Regions from separate parts of the Mus musculus genome. Here region 1 is linked to region 2. A link is a contact called in public HiChIP or PLAC-seq data. All regions are on one chromosome and are shown on one strand. Each heading gives the region's core, a stretch centred on a gene start, on an enhancer-like site or on the middle of the called end of the contact. The rest is flanking DNA. Distances are from core to core; before and after follow the strand shown.

Region 1 (3,957 bases), core at 807-3,306, 380 kb after region 2:
ATGGTGGAGTACTCTTGTCATTCAAACACCTAGGAGGCAGAGGCAGAGGCAGAGGGAGCAGGCATTCAAGGCTAGTCATGGCCCTCTAATACCACATCTCAACAATAAAAAGGAAAAAGAGAGGAAAGCGCAGGTTGGTGAGAGAGAACAGGCACCCTGGAATCGACTTAAAGTGTTGAAGGTAGAAAGACATGCTTACCTGTGCTGGGTTCCTTCGATTCTTCCCCAAAGCCTTGTGTGTCCTTCTTTTTCCTATAAAGAACAGCAGATAACTCCAGCTTTCCGTGAAACATAAACACCATCGGATTTCCTGACCCTGACACTCAGCTAGGAAGGGCATGAACTTCAGCTCTGCCCCCGACTTGCAGTGTGACCTGGGGCAGTGATACAACCCTCTGTGAGACACTCTCAACCAGCCTAGTCCATCACAGCTGGGTGTGCAGCCACAGACAGGATAGAGTGGGTCCAAGAGCCAGAAAGGCATTCTTGAGGGATAAGCCTGAGCATGAGGCTCTTTGGAGATGCAAGCAATCCCAGGGTGCAGATTTTTTTTTGTTTGTTTAATATTAATCTGCAAGTAAGAATGAGTGTGCCGGGCCGGGCGTGGTGGCGCACGCCTTTAATCCCAGCACTTGGGAGGCAGAGGCAGGCGGATTTCTGAGTTCGAGGCCAACCTGGTCTACAGAGTGAGTTCCAGGATAGCCAGGGCTACACAGAGAAACCCTGTCTCGAAAAACCAAAAAAAAAAAAAAAAAAAAAAAAAAGAATGAGTGTGCCATCCCGCAGCAGTTGTGTGGAGATCAAAAGGACAATCAACAGGATTTCTACCATGGGGGATCCGGGAATCGGACTCAAGTAGTCAGGCTTGGCAGCAAGCGCCTCTGCCCGCTGAGCCGTTCCCTGGTCTAGAGAGTACAGATTTAAAGATCCTGGAGTGATACAGAACTGTCAGAGCCTGGTGAAGCAGCGCGGAGGCGTGGCTAGAGGTAGGATTAGTGGGGCGTGGAGCATGCACAGGGCGGGACTGGCGGTGACCAAGGGTGTGGGCGGGGACTGGCTGTGGGAGGGCCTGGCTGTCTGGGACACCGCCTGTCGCGGCCTACTCACAGTTTAAAGTTGAGCACAGCCCCGGCGTTCATCAGTAGCGTCCTGCGGAGGGACAGTAACGGTCAGTAAGGGTCACCCCCACCCCTCTGACTGCCACTCTCCGACCTCTAACACCCCTCATTCATATTACCCGAACAGCAGTATGTCTCCGATCATCCTTACACCCAAGGCGTCCGTCAAACCGGAAACGGAAGCCGTGATGAGGGGCGGAAAGTGGAACGAGAACTGACCAATTCTGAATCAGCATTGGTTGGGTTCGACTGAGGATGTAGCATGATGTCACCTACAGGGCGGAGCTTGGGGTGCGCGCGCGCATGCTCAGTGTTACGTGCCACAGCTGGTCCCTGCTGTTGATGCCGCTCGGGGGTTGGTTGGGCTATGGATTCCGGGCTACAGAAATTGCGCCCTTGACCCTTGAGCCGCCCGTGAACGGCTTGGATATGGATATGGGCGCGGCAGATGCCTGAACTCCAAAAGGACTCCACTTGGGTCCCCACGGAGAACTGCGATCCCGGCTCAGAGTGCATAGAGTCAGGATGACCTCCTGCCTGAGTTGTACCTCCCACGGACCTCCCAGGTCTGACTCGAGTAACCCCACGGAGAATGAGAGTCCTGACCGGACAGACTTACAGAACATAAGGCCTGGATTAAGGTCTACAGAGGATGGATCTTAACTTGTGGGGCCTCCTGAAGCGGGAGGGTCCTAACTTAGTGGATCCAGTCTGGGCTGGGGTCCACAAAGAGGAGGGTTCTGACTTGTGGAGCCTTTTAGAGAGACAAAACCAAACAGAACGTGAGGGTTTGGTTGAGGTCCCCTTGTGGGAGGCGGGGTTCTGACTTTGGATCCTCAGGAATGAAACATGATATTCTTGGCTGAGATCTTCCGAGGGCGCGGGTTTTGAGGGAAATAGGGGTCCTGAATTGGTTAGTCCCATGGAAAAGGGACAGGATTCTAACTACGCAGATGTTTAAGGACAAGATTCCCTCTTGTGTGTGCTGGATGCAGGGGACAGATCGCCTTTTTGGCTCTGTTGAACGAGTTCTGACGTCCCTACGGCCCCGCATTTTGGGCTCCCGGCTGCTAGGAGTCCCCCACCACCCCTCCTCTCCCGAGGGGTGGGGGCAGGCGGGGGGCGGTGCCTGGCAGTGGGGCGGGCTCAGTGGCGAGGGAGCATTCGTCGGGCAGCGGGGCGCGGGACGCACGGGGCCGGGGAGGCGCCCTCCATCGCCATGGACCTGATGTCAGCGCTGAGCCTGGGCGAGCTAGCGCTCAGCTTCTCGCGGGTGCCGCTCTTCCCTGTTTTCGACCTCAGCTACTTCATCGTCTCCATCATCTACCTGAAGTATGAGCCAGGTGAGTCGAGGATTGTAGGAGTTACCAGGAGGGAGGTTGCCCCTAGCTTGATGATGGAGACGAAAGGAGGAGACAGGCTAGATCCTGGAGCTGGATGGGGGAGGAGGCAGAGGCTGAGATCGTGGAGTGCTCCCACGCTCGCGCAGGTGGAGGAGCGAACCCTGGGGACAGAGGCGCTGTGGAAAGGAGGCTGCAAATGAGGTGGGAGGGAAGAAAAGGAGCGCTCTTGTTTACGGTTAGGAGGACAGGTGCTGCGGGGTTGGGGTTGAGGGCGGGGGCAACGAAAAGGCCAGAGTCAGGTTAGAGCAAGGATTCCTGAACTTAATCTTGGGCAAGGGGGATTGATGGTGGCGAAGGTTCCAAATCAAGGATCGGACCTGCCTGGGCGAGGGTCAGATGTTCTGGACGTCAGCTGCCATGACCTCCCTTAACGCCCTTGAATTGACTGCCTGGTGACTATATAAGGACTGGCCATGCTGGGTGCTGCGATCAGGTTCGGGGGAAAGTGACACCCATGTCCCCTCTGTACTGCATCTTTTGGCATCTTCTTCCCTCCCTTCTCACATGCCAGCTGGGCCAGCTCGGGCCTGGGATCCTTCCCACTTATGGAGCCTAAACCGTTCCAGGACAGGGCAACTTTGGGTCAGCTTCCTTTCAAGAGTCAGAGGAGGATAGACCCTACTTCTTTGATTAAAAAAAAAAAAAGTTAATTACTTTTACTTATCTCTGTGTTGTGGGTATGTGTGGAGGTCAGAGGACAGTTTACGGGGGTCACTGGTCAAACTCTGGTGGTCAAATTCATAGACAAGCTCCTTTACCAGCAGAGTCATCTTGCTGCTACCGCACCCCTCCTCCAAATCTGCTTTAATGAGGACAAATGTAGCTCGCCTCTAACCCCAGAACGTAGAACGTAGAGAAAGGAGGAAAGCAAGTTAATTCCAGGACAGCCAGGGCTATTGATGAGTTCTTGTCCAGTGTGACTACAGACCATCTCAAAAACAAACATAAATAAGTGACTACATAAATGAATAAATAAATAAATAAATGCCTCCCTGGAGCGTTCTATTTTTATTACAAGTTCAGTGTAAGCAAATGTGTCGTGTTTGTCTTCTGTAGTTTTAGTTATTCTACTGAACCTTCAAATTTGAAGGACAGGGTAATTTCCTTCCAGGGAAGTTAAGACCCTTCTGTGGGTGGGTATGTAAATTAATTACTTTTGGGGTGACAAAACCAGACTCCTATGTTTGCTTAGGGATGGGGTGGTGCTTCAAGATGGCCCACAGGTGGAAGGAAAAAAAAATCAAGTTTAAAAACAGTGTTCTGATAACCCCAAAAGGGCCCATCTCCAGAGCTTTCTCAGATGAAATTGTACACGTGTCCTTACAAGCATAAATACATGCTCTTATGCAAACGGGATTAGCGAGACTGTCGGGCATGCGTGTTGGGTCTCTTTCCCTGTGCACAAGCAACAAGGCTTTGCAAGGTGAAGTTCTTGT
Region 2 (3,697 bases), core at 363-2,862:
CCCGCCAGTGAAAGCACATCTCATCCTGAGTCTAGGCAAAAGTCAATGAATTAAGTCACAATAACTTGCCCAGATGTGCTGACTCAGCTGAACCCTTGGGCCCTTAAGTGGGTCTATCATCAGAGCCTACACTGGTTTCCTCCACTGTTGGACCTTTGCAGCCCAGAAACTCCCAAGCCTATGCCACCCTGGAGAGGAGCAGGGGTCAGAGAGGCACCAACTCTATCCTAGAAAGTGTTCATTCCAAAGACCCAGGATAGGTGGAAATGCACTGGGTGCAGAGGCAAGACGGAAATGCACTGGGTGCAGAGGCAAGAAGGGGTGGGCCAGGAAGCTTACAGCCAAGTCAGCTATGCCTGTTAGGTACAGGGACACATCACCCAGGACCCAGAGTGTGCACATACATTGTAGTTCATTTTAAAATCAGAAGAAAAATCAGGCATGGACTGGGTCTGCAGCTCAGTTGGCAGGGTACTCACATATGGTGAAAGAACTCCTGGGTCCCATCCCAGTATCGCAGAAAATACAGACACCTCTATGATCCCAGCACCCAGGAGATAGAGACAGGAAGAGCAGAGATGCAACATCATCCTCAGTGTTCTGTGGATTCCAGGCCAGCCAGGATGCTGTGAGATCCTGTTTTAGAAAAATAAAAAACAGAAGGGAGAAAAAAACCAGAATAAGATAGATGGACTCTATGGTTTACTCCAGTTTGTTTTGTTTGTTTGTTTGTTTGCTTGCTTGCTTGCTTTCTTGCTTTGGTTTAGTTTGGATATTGAGTTTGAATGTCCCTATGTTAGCCCAGGCTAGCCTGGAACCCCAAATCCTCCTGCCTCAGGCTACTGAGTACTGCAACTACAGACCCAAGCCATCTTGCTTTGATGTTGGCCTAGAGGGCAACATGACTGTAGAATGATATTTCAAATGAGTTTTGCAAAGGAAGGTATGATAGGTGTTGTGTGTGCAGCAAGTCTGTCCTTTCATGTCTCCTTCATGTCTGGGGCATATGCAGTTCCCTGTCCTGTATATGCATACTGTTCCTGTATCCTGTCCCCCCCAAGCAGCCTCTCCTACTTGTTGCCTTTCACTCTCTGATTGCCATATGCCCATTTCCTGACCTATGACTACTTCAAGGTTGCTGTTAAGAGGCTGGGAATCTAGCTCAGTAGGTAGAGTGCTTGTAGCTCAGTAGGTAAAGTGATTGTAGCTCACTTAGCAAGCATGAAGCCCTGGGTTCCATCCCCAGCAATGCATAATCTTGGCATGATGGTAAACCCTGAGGTCGAGGCAAGAGTCTACTTCAGCACCCCAATTGGGGTGCATAAAGCTGTATCTCAAGGGGGAAAAAAACTAGAAGAATACCAATATTGGGAAGCAGGGCGGCAGCTGTCTCAGCGATTCCATAGAGTTGGTAGAGAGTAAGTACTGAGCAAGGCTTGGCAAGAACAACTCCAGCCTCAGACTCAAGCCTTGAGAGTTATTCTGGTCCCACCCTGTTCACCTGCTGGAGGAAACAGGAACTGACTGAGGCTCCTGGCCCTGCCCCTCTGACGTGTGGACCCTGAACCGAAACTTAAACTCCAGCTCAAGCCAGCTCAAGAGCCCTTCGGAACACAACCCAAGCTGTCCAAGGTATGCATCCTACATCCTGCACCCTGCATCCAGAATCCTGGCATCCCTGCATCCCAACATGCCCCAGCTTCAGAGGCTCTGGGACTTCAGCACTGGGTGTAGTGGTGCTAGAAGATGAGAGAAGGGTTTACCAGAGGAGGAAAGCATTGCAAGGGCTAAACTCTGGCATGGCTCTCCACACAAGTCATTGCAGCGCTTTGGAGGCCGAGGCAGGCTGTACACGTTTGAGGCTGGTTTCAGCTAGCTACATGGTGAGACCTGATTCATAGAAACCAAGTGTTCCAAGAAAACCACGAGGGGAAGGCAGAGAGAGGTAAAGCCCCTCCGGCCCCACGGGGTTTTACTGGAGCTGCCAGAGAAAGGAAGGAATTTAACTGAGAAGCTCCGGGAGAGGGTGGGACTGTGGCCAGGGTTTTGTTTGAGCAGGGGAGGCAGGGAAGCTGGCTGGAGGAAGGGACATTTGTATTGAGTCTTGAAAGACTTGTAGGAGTGTTCTGAAGTAGAAAGAGAATAAACATTGAGACCTTTCTGTGTAGCATGTAGCTGGGTTCAGCTGTACTTTAGAGACACGTGTATCTGCTTCATGATGGTGCTACACTCTGGGAGACATGTTGGTAGGTGATAGCCTGGACAGGATTGTCTGTTGCACTCCTGGAGGCCTAGACTCCAATGTGCTTGAACACGGTCAGAACTAGAGCACTGTGGCAAACATGTGCCTGTCTCTGCCTGTGAAGCACAGTGAATAATGAAATAAAAAGGGGAAGTAAACTGAAGTGGGTGGTGCACTCCAGAGGCAGAGGCAGAGGCAGGGGGATCTCTGAGTTCAAGGCCAGCCTGGTCTATAGAGCAAGTTCCCCGGACAGCCAGGGCTTTACAAAGAAAACCCGTCTTGAAAAAAAACAAAGACAAAAAAAAAAAAAAAAAAAAAGAAGAGAAAGGAGGCAGTGGGAGACCCTCCTAGGGACGTTGTCTAGTCACACTCGGCAAGGCAGCCAACCTTCATTCAAAGACTGTTTCAATCCATACAGTGAAGAGTAAGTGAGGAAGAGCCAGTGTCAGCTGCAGGCCTACACACACAGCTGCACACACACGTGTCTGTACACATGGTCACCCCCCCCATACACATTCAAAATTTTTAAATATTAGAATGAGGCTGGAGAGTCGGCAGTTAAGAGTGTACACTGCTCTTGCAGAGTTGCTGAGTTTAGTTCCCAGTGCCTGCATAAGCTTAATGGCCCCTGTAAATCTGGCTCCAGGGATCCAACGCCCTCTTCTGGCCTCCAGTAGTACCTGCATACACATGGCTATTACACTCACACACATTCTCACACACAGAGAGGCACACACATACACATAAATAAAAATTAAAATCTTTTTTGAAAACAAAAAGCAATTAAATAAATAAAAACCAGATATTAGGAGAAATTCAGGTTTTTGTTTTGTTTTGAGACTGGCCTAGAAACGTCTGACCCTTCTGTCTCCTTCTGTAAGTACTAAGATGGCAGATGTACACCACTACATCTGGCTTTTCTTTTTTTTTTAAGATTTATTTATTATTATATGTAAGTACACTGTAGCTGACTTCAGACATACCAGAAGAGGGTGTCAGATCTCATTATAGGTAGTTGTGAGCCACTATGTGGTTGCTAGGATTTGAACTCAGGACCTCTGGAAGAGCAGTCAGTGCTCTTAATCGCTGAGTCATCTCTCCAGCCTCTGGCTTTGCATTTTTAATTCAGGATCTCCCTGTGTATCCTTGGCCAGATTTGAACTCCTGGTAGTTCTGCCTCTACCTCCCAAGTGCCATTACAGGTATGTAGCCATAGCCTGGGGTATATTCCAGCACAGTGTAAACTGGACTTGGTAGAATAGCCCTGTCATCCCAGCACTTGGGAGGTGGAGGTGGGAAGATAAGGCCAGCCTGGAATAAACGAATCCACGGGGGGGGGGGGGGGGGAGAGAGAGAGAGGAGAAGAGAGGAAGAGAGAGAACAAACAAAGAGGATGCCTCCCACCTCTTTATATATTCATAGCTGTATAAACAATTTACGTGATGTACAATGCAT

Evidence for each region. HiChIP or PLAC-seq counts read pairs in DNA pulled down with a chosen protein or histone mark.
Region 1: an H3K4me3 HiChIP or PLAC-seq map of embryonic stem cells shows a contact between it and region 2, with 23 read pairs. The contact joins the promoter of Tmem38a here to the promoter of Hsh2d in region 2. A contact is called at or near these places in 1 of 39 promoter capture datasets (pre-B cells) and 3 of 115 datasets of contacts at active chromatin or transcription factors (all in embryonic stem cells).

What each region holds. Positions count from the first base shown.
Region 1 is chr8:72,569,767-72,573,723 of GRCm38.p6, forward strand. Tmem38a (transmembrane protein 38A) reads left to right here and starts at 2,057. Exons shown (of 6, transcript NM_144534.2): 1 at 2,057-2,461. The coding sequence starts at 2,338. It overlaps Smim7 (small integral membrane protein 7), which reads right to left and starts at 1,282. Exons shown (of 5, transcript NM_172396.3): 1 at 1,238-1,282; 2 at 1,108-1,149; 3 at 200-252. The coding sequence starts at 1,263.
Region 2 is chr8:72,188,056-72,191,752 of GRCm38.p6, forward strand. It overlaps Hsh2d (hematopoietic SH2 domain containing), which reads left to right and starts at 1,613. Exons shown (of 6, transcript NM_197944.1): 1 at 1,613-1,632.